Regions from separate parts of the Mus musculus genome. Here regions 1 and 2 are each linked to region 3. The links are chromatin contacts, called in public Hi-C and promoter capture Hi-C maps. All regions are on one chromosome and are shown on one strand. The core of a region is the stretch at or near the end of the contact, and the rest is flanking DNA. Distances in the headings are between cores, read along the strand shown.

Region 1 (3,150 bases), core at 17-2,516, 380 kb before region 3:
TACAGAAGTCCCAGGTATTCACAGGGTTGCTTGTGCAGAGAGGGCGTAATATGAGAATGTTGGTTTCTAGTCATACTTTTCCTTGTCTTTTATCAACTTTGGACAAGTATGGGCAATACTTTCAATTCTGTGAAAATAGACACACCCATTGAAGACACAAAGTATGTCTCACGGTGACAACTTCCAAACCTTGGAATCCAAAGCTTATACTCAAGAATGCCATCCACGGCAAATGAAGAGCGTATGCGACCGGCCAAACTTCTAGCATATGTGTGTGACTTCTAAGGCGTGACTTCAGCTTCTTGGGTTGAGACGGATCCTCCAAGCTACTAAGCTATCATTTAAGCCTTCTCCTGATCACATAAGTGTCCGATTGATCCGTTCCTAACTGACACACTTTATTTACATCTAGTCTTTGAAGGCATACCCATACCCTAACACCGCCAGAAGTGGGTACAAGCTGTTTTGTTCAGTTGTACTCTTGCGTTAAAAATATCACTCATGAGAAAGAAAAGGCTCCGAGGTATTGAAAAGGACTCCCCATTCTGAAACAGAACTTAACCCTGTAGGGTTATCACCACAGACAAGGCTGGCAAAGTATCATGGGAGTCAGAGAACAGCATGGGGCGTCTTAATTTGTTTTACAAGCTGCCACCCCCAAGAGTATAAATAAGACCTGATAAGAACTATAAGCTTTCCAAATCTCTGATTTATTTGTCCCCTCAGTCCAACCACCTAACGTGCTCTCTGAAAAGCTCAAATTTCTGCCCTGGGAATCCCATGTCATGTTTAATTCAGTTGACAGAGGCAGACCCTCCTCTTCTAAGGGAAGCTTAGAGGCCCACATTCAAAAGAGTCTTTCATGTGTTTTATATTTAAATTTATAAAACTAAAACTAACCAACTTCTGGGACAAATAACGTACCAGTTCTGAAATAGGTTTGTTGGATATCTTCATTGCTTTGCGCCTTGCTTGGGACATGGTTTCTTTCTTTCTTTTTCTTTTTTTCTTTTCTTTTCTTTCTTTCTTTCTTTTTTTTTTTTTTTTTTTTTTGACCACGCAATGTAGAGACTGAAGAAGCCCTTCAAACTAATTCTCTTGACAGAGGGGATAATTACAAAATGAACCGATTACAGCTGGTTTAGAGGATGGCAGTTGAGGCAAGCAAAAACTGGATTTCATTCACTGGGCAGCCAGCTCCCTTCACAGAAGCAGATAGCAAGACTTGCAGACAGACTAGATTCTATCGTTCAGAAGCATCGAGACCCACTGCTTGAGGTTGGATGACAAAGAGTGCAGTTATTTTTTTTTAAAGAAAACGGAGTGAAGGAAAGAAATGATGCGTTTGTTTGCAGTATCTCAGCAGCTGCTGGCCATGTAACTCTGGATCTACCAGGGAGCCCATCCGTTCTCACTCCACTTTGTTATTGATGGACCCCACGATCCTGCGAATGTTGCTTCAACCCCCTGGCTCTTGTTTTAAAATAAACTGCATTTTAAAAATAAAATTACAGAGGGATTTATACAAAATAATTTAAAATATATCAGTGAAAAAAATTAACTTTTCTCTCCATTGTTGCCTTACGATGACATAAAACAGCTGGGTCCTGGCCCGCGTTATCCATCGAAAGGAAAGAAAATACACCTTAAATGGGTTTTGTTGCCAAATTCGGAGGATATCTCAGACGATCTGATTTTAAAGTCTAAGCCCCATGGAATTTCACTCTGGGGCCTTCATGGCAAGCATCCAGTGCTCTGCACTGCCAGAGGATAGAGAAAAAGTAGACTGGGATTTCAAAGCCGAAAGGGCAGGCAAGCCAACACTGAGGGAGCATCGATCAGCAAAGGCCGCAACTCCCGCAGCCAGCTCAAAAGCGAAAGGAGTAAGAACTTATTAATTTGAGGAATGTTAATTATTTTTGTGAACCGATGCCAGCCAGAGTAGTTAAAACACAGGTTTCAGTTTGTAGAGGAGGGAGGGGAGAGGGCGATTGCATTAGGAGGTGTTTGCAAAGCCTTTCTGTGAGGTCTCCTCCGCACAGCAGGGGTGCCCACACCTCCCTCCCCTCCCAACCCCCCACCAACTCCAATCCTTTGGACCTGCTTTAACCAGTTAGTGCCAGTGTGAGGTTTTAACCATCTTTCTTTCCTGATTCCTTTTCCACGTCATAAAGACAAAGCATGAACCTGGTGGGTAGAAGCTGCTTTCCAGTTTCTTCTATCTCGTTCATGCTATTCCACTTTAGATCCTATCTCTCTTCCGAGGACTCACCCCACAGCCCGAGCAATGGCCACCTCTTAGTCCTTGTCACTCAGTTTGGTGTATATGCGGTTTGACCTACTCTTTCTGAGCTATCACGCCCTGCCCCACCACCCTGTCATGGTTTCCACCACCCAACCTTATTCACATGAGTTCTCACAGCCACCGTCCACCTGGCTATTTCTCTCCAGTTGAGACACAGGGACTTGACACGGAATCACCTGGCTATTTCTCTCCAGTTGAGCACCGGAACTTGACACGGAAAGTCTAGACCCACGGATTTCTTGGTATGCTTGTGCTCTGTATGAACAGATTTCATGAATTCACTACGGTCACCACACGAAGGTCACCTGAAACTCAACCTTGTGTCTTTCCCCCCACCCCCACCCCTTTATCCTGAACAAATTGCGTTTTACTTTGGCTTCACTTTTGTATACCCTTGACTCACAGAAGCAGTGCGCTCTGGCTAGCCGTAGTTCAGACCGCCCATCTGAGTGTCCATGGTTCATACCCTGGCTCTGAGCTCTCTCTAGAATCTTTTCCTCAAAGACTTCACATCCTCATAGCGGCGCCACTGTGTCCTCAGATACTGACACCGTTTCCTCTACGGATGATCGTGACCTCTAACTCCTGCTCCAACCATCCACATCAAATTACCTGATGGGCGCTAAGCATGTAGCCAACCCAATGTAAAAGCACAACAGGATTTCTACAAAAATTCTCCCCCCTGTTTTCCCATCTCTCCCTGGCCCGTTCCTGCATTGGGTACTTGAGTTCATTGCGACTCTCTCCAGTGTCTAGCTAGGACTCAGTTGTCTTTTCTCCGTATCTGCTTATCATGGCAAACTCACTTGACTCTGGAAAGACTGCATCATCTTGAGCTCCTCTGT
Region 2 (3,421 bases), core at 828-3,327, 360 kb before region 3:
CCTTCTAGGGTCTAGGGTTTTTACCTGGATGGGGTGAAGCATCCTTTTTTGAGTCAGAAAACACAGGGAGAAAAGGAGGGAGGTTCAGGGATGTTGAAACATGATTCTGGATGCATTGCATTTGAATGTGCGAGTGCGTGTGCGTGTGCGTGTGCGTGTGCGTGTGTGTGTGTGTGTGTGTGTGTGTGTGTGTGTGTGTGTGATTTAGGAGAAAGTTCTAAACTGGAAATCAGGTTATCAGGAGGAGATGTGACTATAAGCATAGAAGTGTAAATTTAATTCATGAGGAAAGTGAAAGTGAGTGTACCCAGGAAAAGTGAGCCCAGCGTCACCGAACGATGACGGACTTCAATTGTCTCTGGCATCTCAGGAGCAAGTCAAGACACCCACGCCATGTAACGGCACGGGCATGTGTATACTGACACTGCTCTTGTTTTTAAAAACTTCAGAGTAGCAAACCAGGTTTTCCTTAGGCAGATTAGTCAAGCAAGATGCAAGAGGAACCTGAAAAATCCATTGCCCAATTGTTGTGGATCTTAATGGAAGCCCTGTAATTATAGCTATTTCTTGTCTATCGTTCTAAAATGTGGCAAAGCTACAGGCAGGCAGAAGAAAGGGGAGGGGATATCTCACCTAAACTAGGGTGTGCCAACTTCAGAGTCTTTTATTTCCCCATGAATGGCCGTGCTTACACAGGTGAACGCTACAGTGCAAGTCAATGGTCATGGGGTTAAAGTCTCAATTCCATCAGCTATCTCATCCTGCATCAACTAGCTGATTAAGTAACCCAAGTCACAGACATGCTTGGGCAGATACCATGCAGCCAACAACCTACAGAAACAGAGCCTTAAAATTAGTTTATGTCACCCTACAAAATGTTAGGTATCTCTTTGGGACCTATTTTCCCTGAGGTGTTAGCAGATCAACTCTGAGGTCTCCATTATTTTCAACACCTTGCTACCCAGGTTACAGGCTGAGTACATCCAGACAGACTTCAGGGGTGCCTGGTATTTTGGTTCTACCTCCTCCCTCAATATACCCCACAGACAGATAAGCTTATTTAAGTCTGGTAGACTTTTCAGTCAAGAATGTCATCATTCAAAAGGCAGGTAGACTAAGGTAAGTGTGTGTGTGTGTGTGTGTGTGTGTGTGTGTAAGCATGTGTGTGCATGTGCACGTGTGTTTGTGCGTGCGTTCGTGTGTGCATGCGCACGTGTGCTTTTTCTTTCAAGGTCTTAGCATATATTAGTGTGGTTGCTTTTATTCTTCTTAGCTACTATTGTTTGGAATCTGATTGCCAACTTGGATTTATTAATTTATTATTTAGTTTATTAATTTATTTAGTTATTTATTAATTTATTATCATTCCCTCCAGCTCCATCTATTATAAACCAAGCTCCCATATCCCAAACCATGTCCTTTGTCCATCCATCTAGCCATCCATCCATGTGCACATACGTTTGAGACAGGGTCTCACTGTGTTGTCCTGGCCGGCCCGAAACTCATAGGTCTGCCTGCCTCTTCCATACAGTGCTGGGTTGCCAGGCTATACATATACATCATATACAAATACGCATACATATACATTATATATGTCCAATTTATGGGCATAAAAGACCTCACTGGCACCGATATTAATTTTTTTTATGAAAGCCACTGTTTCATTCGCCAACAATATAATAATCGACACAGTTCTCTCGCTAGGAATTGAAAGGCCTTGGAACACTGCAACTACTTTAACTGTACTCTCTAAAGTTTCCCTTAAGTAACTGCAGCTCAGAGCACCAGCCGGCTCAGTCCTTCGCTGGCTCGCTCCTTCGCTGGCTCGCTCTTGCCCTCCCATTCCATCTGATCTATGGTTCTCAGGACATAGCGGAGACTGCTGGCTGCAGACGCTGGAAAATGTAACTCGGAATTTCCTACAATCTCAGCTCCACTTTCTCCCGGGCGCCGGCTCGGGGCTGGAGCCTTGTTATTGTCACGTGGCCGCGGGTGCCAGGCGGGCCAATGGGCGCGCGCCCGCCTTCTCGCCCCGCCTCGCCGTTCCGCCGCGCCGGGACATCGCGCCCCGCCGCCCGCCGCAGGCGGAAAAGTTTCTCGGCGTGCCATCCCGTTCTCGGACGCCGCTCGGGCTGCCTTCACCGTGGCTGCCGGTCCTCCGCTGCTGGCTCTCCCGCTGTGCAGGGGCATGCGAGGCCTTCAGTGCGGGGACTGAGCCACCAGGAGCACGAGGCGGCGATCGGCGTGTCCAGCCCGGTCTGGGAGTCGGTGCTTTTGGGGGTGCGCGAGGTTGTAGAGCTCCGGGCCGAACCGGAGGCGGCGGGGCGCGCGGCGATGGGTGCTCCCGGACTCCGAGCGGCCACCGCGGCGCTGGGACTGCTGCTGTGCGCGGGGCTGGGGCGCGCGGGCCCGGCGGGAAGCGGAGGCCACGGGGCTCCCGGGCAGCTCTTGGACGACGATGCGCAGCGCCCGTGTCCAGCCGCCTGCCACTGCCTCGGGGACCTGCTGGACTGCAGCCGGCGGCGGCTGGTTCGCCTTCCCGATCCTCTCCCGGCCTGGGTCACACGGCTGTGAGTATCAGTATCATTCCGGTGGGGTGAAGGAGACCGGCCCGCCAGGGGTGCGAGACCAGAAGAGTCCGCCTAGGCCCGGGGCTCAGAGCGCACTATACAGCGCCCAGGCCGCTACCGGAGCCCTGTGGGGGGACTCAGTCTCCCTCTGCATCCGCGCAGGTGGGTTCTTGAGTCGCCACTCCTAGGCCAGCAGACCCGACGCCTGCGATTGGGAGCCAGTCTGCGAGACACTGTATTTTGCAAGTTTTCTTCTGAGTTTATGTAGGAAACTGGCCCAACTGTAGCTTCTCAGGGGTTAGTTAGGGTCCCTAGACGGTCACTGCAGGCGCGCCTTTCTCTTATAACCCCCCTTGCTCAAGCAAAGCCGCACAGACTTTTTCTCTCCGCAGTGCTTAATTTCACATTAGCAGACCATCAGCCTCGCTCCCGGGCCACTTTGAAATGCGTCTGCGTCTTGGTTACTGTGAGAAGTTGGGTGCGAAGACTGATCGGGTAGATTAAGCAAAGGAAGTAGGTTTTCACAACCGAGATCTGGGCAAGTTTAGAGCCTGCGCTGAGTGCTGTTTGGCGGATTTTAGCTGGGAAGCCAGAAACCCCGAAGTCACTGCCAACTGTGTGGATAGAACACGGAAGAAAATATAATTTACTTGGAAATGCGAGTCCTTACAAATGTCAGCTCTCTTTATTCTCTCCCAACCCCTAATTTTGTTAAAATTGGAGGGGGCGTTTAAGCCATAAGCAAAAAAGCAAAAGTTGCACTTAAAAAAAAAAGAAGTTGTCCCGTTTAAAAGAAATCAAATCACTTCATACTTAAAGATTCTGAAATTTAGGCCTAGCAGACATTCTCA
Region 3 (3,539 bases), core at 909-3,408:
GAGAAAGAGGAAGAGAAAGAGGATGAGAAAGAGAAAAGAAAGAATGGAAGGAAGGAAGTAGGGAGGGTAGAAAGGAGGAAGGAAGGAGGGAGAGAGGAAGGAAGAAAGGAAGGGTGGAAGGGAGGAAGGAAGGAAAAGGAGACTAAGATGGTAAAAGAAAATTTGTATCATAAAACAATAAAAAAAATTCCAACTTGAATATACTGATCTTGACACTTAAAAGTCAAAATGAAATGTCCCAATACACACAGATGGGCTCACTGGAGGCAGCCTCGTGTTCATCCAGATATTCAGATGCGGTTCCTCCGAGTCAGTCAGTTTCCATACCTCCGTGTACTGATGCAGTGAGCATTCCTTGTACCTTCCTCATCCCTGAGCTTCAGCCAATTCCTTCTCCACATCCTATTCTTCATGCTCTCGTTTTCTCTCTCTCTCGCCCCTCCCCCATTGGGTCCCCCTCTCCCAATGCTTAAAGCTCCATCCATTCCTAAGACTTGCCTTATTCTGTGGGTTTTGTTAGAGTTAAAATGTCCACCGGGTCCGTAGTTTAGAAATTCAAATATTTTAAAGGAGTCTAAAGAAATCTATATGAAGTTTGCACCAGAATTATCTTTTCTTCAAGATGGCGGCATTAGAGTGGCTAAGTCCCAGTATCATGCATGTGTGCATGTGCTGTGAAGCGGCTTTTTCCTGTCTGGTGGTTTGTGCTTCCATCACTAATATCAAACAAAGAGAACTAACTCCACCTCGTACTGCAGTTTGAATGAAGCCCTGACATTTTTGGCTAGCTTCCTCTTCGTTAGTAGTAGTTCTAGACTCCTGTTGATTTTAATCAGGTCTTGGACTCATAGGGCTCACAGAGCTATCACCCACTTTGGTAGATGTGTGGTTTTTATTATAGTGGAAATTTCTTAACATAGAATTTCCTCTTACGAGCTCTTTCTTACTCCACATAAATGTGTCTTTATCTAAAGCCTTGGAGAATACAAAAGCATTGGCTTTACTGTGGATGATCTCTAAGATGCCCCCCCCCCCCCCATCTCTCAACCCCTCTCTCTTCTCAGCCCATTTGTCAACCCTGTAATTGTACCCGGTCAGCCACCCTTGCCAGATTCCCCAATCTTTCTTTTACCACTCACCATGGCTCCAGCTCTCTGCTCTGCTAATCTCCCTGATGCTCAACGGCAGGCCCCATCCTTCATCTTCCCAGAATCTTCTTTGATTTGCCGCTCTTCCAATTCTGAGAGGCATTGGCTCAATACTACCAGTCACCCCCTTTCCTACCTCCTTCAGCGCCCAGACGTCAAGATGTGTTTTTCTTAAACCCTTCTGATGCCTTGTGGACTGTTAGTTAGACCGTTGTCTTTTCTTTCCCCAGTTTCTTTGTCTTTAAACTTCAATTTTATTTCCAGTGTACCTCTTACTTAGTCCATAAATTGCTTTGACTGTCTATTTTCTGCCGGATCTTGCTTATAAAATTTTTTGTACAAGCTATATCAACAGTGAAGTCCCAGGAATCATTTTAGATATATCTGTGCACAGGGTAGAGGTTGGAGGAGGGGGGTTACTCTTCTCGCATCTACAGTCGGTATTGTGACCCAAGGCAACATGACATAGAGACATGTGGGAGACACTGTGCAGTCTATCTTCTTGCCACCAAAAGAATGGGAAACTGGAGGCAGGAAGCAGGAGAGAGAAATTTTGCCTGAAATGACGGAGAAACCCACACAGTTTCAGAATCCTCATCACCCTACACTATCAAGTAACCCCGATCTAAGGTCAAACAGGAAAACAAGTTACAATAATAATATTAATAATAATAATAAAATAGAATCAGACTATTGCCAAATTGAAAGTTGCAAGTTACCTAGATGACTCATGGTTTTGGTTGCTGTGTAAATTCTAATCATCCTGGCCTTTTGAGCAGAGTAGGGGATTTTATTTATTTTTGAATAGCAGGAAGGAAAGCAGCAGAATAAAGAAAAACACAAGAAGAAAGAAATCTAGTTATGGGCTTTCCGGGACATCTTTCCTGGGTAGGGCAGGTTTGTGATCCTCAGTTTATAGATTTACTTTTTTTTTCCCCCTAAGCAGGCTGGGCCACAGCTAAGCTAAATGGCTTTGACAATTCAAGCGGAGGGTTTAGCCCTAATTCTCCACCCCACTCCCTCCATATAAGGCCAATGCTGAAATTCAAAAAAAAAGGAAAAAATAAAACAGAAGCCAGCTCCAGCTCCACCAGAAGGACAATTTGGGGTATATGAAGGAGCAGTTTGTATTTCTGCTGAGTTCAGAAAAGATTCATTTAGATGCGGCTATGAAATTGAGTAGGTAGCCAGGAACTTAGTGAAATTGCTGGCCTGAGGGCAGAGCATGCTCCGGGCAGCGCCTGCCCTTCACGTAGCGCATGCGCAGTCTGGGCCGAGGCCGGCGGCTCGTGCGGTGCTTCACTGCCACCTACAGGAACTGTGGCCGCCGAGCCAGCGTCCTGGGTCAGGCCAGCCACCCTCTAACAACTTGCTGTGTGTGCTTTCTTACTGGAAGACTGTAGTTAATTTTTCATCAAGAGTAATTACTGTGTGAAAAGTCCAGGTCACTGTTTAATTAACTCCAACGATAAATGAACTGGATAACCTTAAGGGCTTCGTTTCCTTGCTGCAGGAAATTTGCTTTTAACTCCCCCCACCCTCAAGGTTCCTTTTTTAAAAATGAATTAATAAATGCCTAAATCATTAAATCATGCACTATACTATTATTTGCTTTCCATGCACAATTATACAAAAGAGAACGGTTGTCTGACAGCAGAAAGTTTTCCCTAAGTTATTCCCTCCCCCACCCCACCCCCCACAAGGACACTCAGAACTGCATAAATAGAATTCCCTTAACTTGAAGCACGTGTGTGTATCTCGCGGTTGAAATATGATTAGAGGTCCCTATCTCCACAGAAAAGGTTATTACAAGGTATTTTGCATAGAGCTGATTCCCAAGTGATGTCCCCCAAGCAGGAGACATTTAAAGAAGACGATCTTACAAAAGTGTTCTCTGTGTGTTTTCACACTGTTTCTCCGTTAGATGTAGCAGGATACATTTTTGGGTGGGGCTAAGATATCCAGTGAGCCCTGAGAAGTTCAGTACCGAGCCATTTGGTAACCCCCGTGGTGTTTTGGTGGCCGACTTAGCCACTATAGCAAGCCTGAACACGGAGTTTACTAGATCAGACACAACAGTATACGAAACCATTTCCCAACCTCTCCTTTTCTTTCTCTCTGCACAAACAAATCCTTCAAAGACAGTGATTCTAAAACATTTCAAAGGATTCAGAGGGCACAGAAAAGTCGAGCCTGCTTTTCTGGGCTTTCCAGTTCATCAGCCACAGCAGTAATGCTGACTTATTGAAAATCATATGAAAATCGGAGAGATAATTAGAGCTCGTTTCTACTTGGAGCAACAGCCTGAAATTTCCATTGAAAATTTACAAATTAGAGAAAAATTCGGATTTGGTATTATCTCATGCTGGAGAGCCTTACTCATACTCGGGG

The links. Promoter capture Hi-C pulls out the DNA fragments that hold promoters and counts their contacts. A called contact is a pair of places that touch in the nucleus more often than the background predicts.
Region 1: a contact with region 3 is called in a Hi-C map of cranial neural crest, with 2.4 times the contacts expected there. The contact joins two enhancer-like sites.
Region 2: a promoter capture Hi-C map of hippocampal neurons shows a contact between it and region 3, with 4 times the contacts expected there. The contact joins the promoter of Lrig3 here to the enhancer-like site in region 3. A contact is called at or near these places in 2 of 39 promoter capture datasets (hippocampal neurons and liver), 4 of 484 Hi-C or Micro-C datasets (cerebellar granule neurons, cerebral cortex, embryonic fibroblasts and 1 more), 8 of 115 datasets of contacts at active chromatin or transcription factors (astrocytes, craniofacial prominence, embryonic forebrain and 5 more) and 1 of 9 other capture datasets (embryonic stem cells).

Annotation. Positions count from the first base shown.
Region 1 is chr10:125,947,230-125,950,379 of GRCm38.p6, forward strand. No RefSeq gene overlaps it. Among named protein-coding and RNA genes, the nearest start is that of Gm29944, 10 kb to the left of the region's middle. Within about 2 kb of position 1,267, at least 29 of the 459 cell types and tissues checked have an H3K27ac peak or open chromatin away from gene starts, as enhancers often do.
Region 2 is chr10:125,964,142-125,967,562 of GRCm38.p6, forward strand. Lrig3 (leucine-rich repeats and immunoglobulin-like domains 3) reads left to right here and starts at 2,078. Exons shown (of 19, transcript NM_177152.5): 1 at 2,078-2,570. The coding sequence starts at 2,335.
Region 3 is chr10:126,328,328-126,331,866 of GRCm38.p6, forward strand. No RefSeq gene overlaps it. Among named protein-coding and RNA genes, the nearest start is that of 1700025K04Rik, 42 kb to the right of the region's middle. Within about 2 kb of position 2,159, at least 31 of the 459 cell types and tissues checked have an H3K27ac peak or open chromatin away from gene starts, as enhancers often do. A contact at or near this core is called in cerebral cortex, embryonic fibroblasts, forebrain and 1 more, where this site is marked.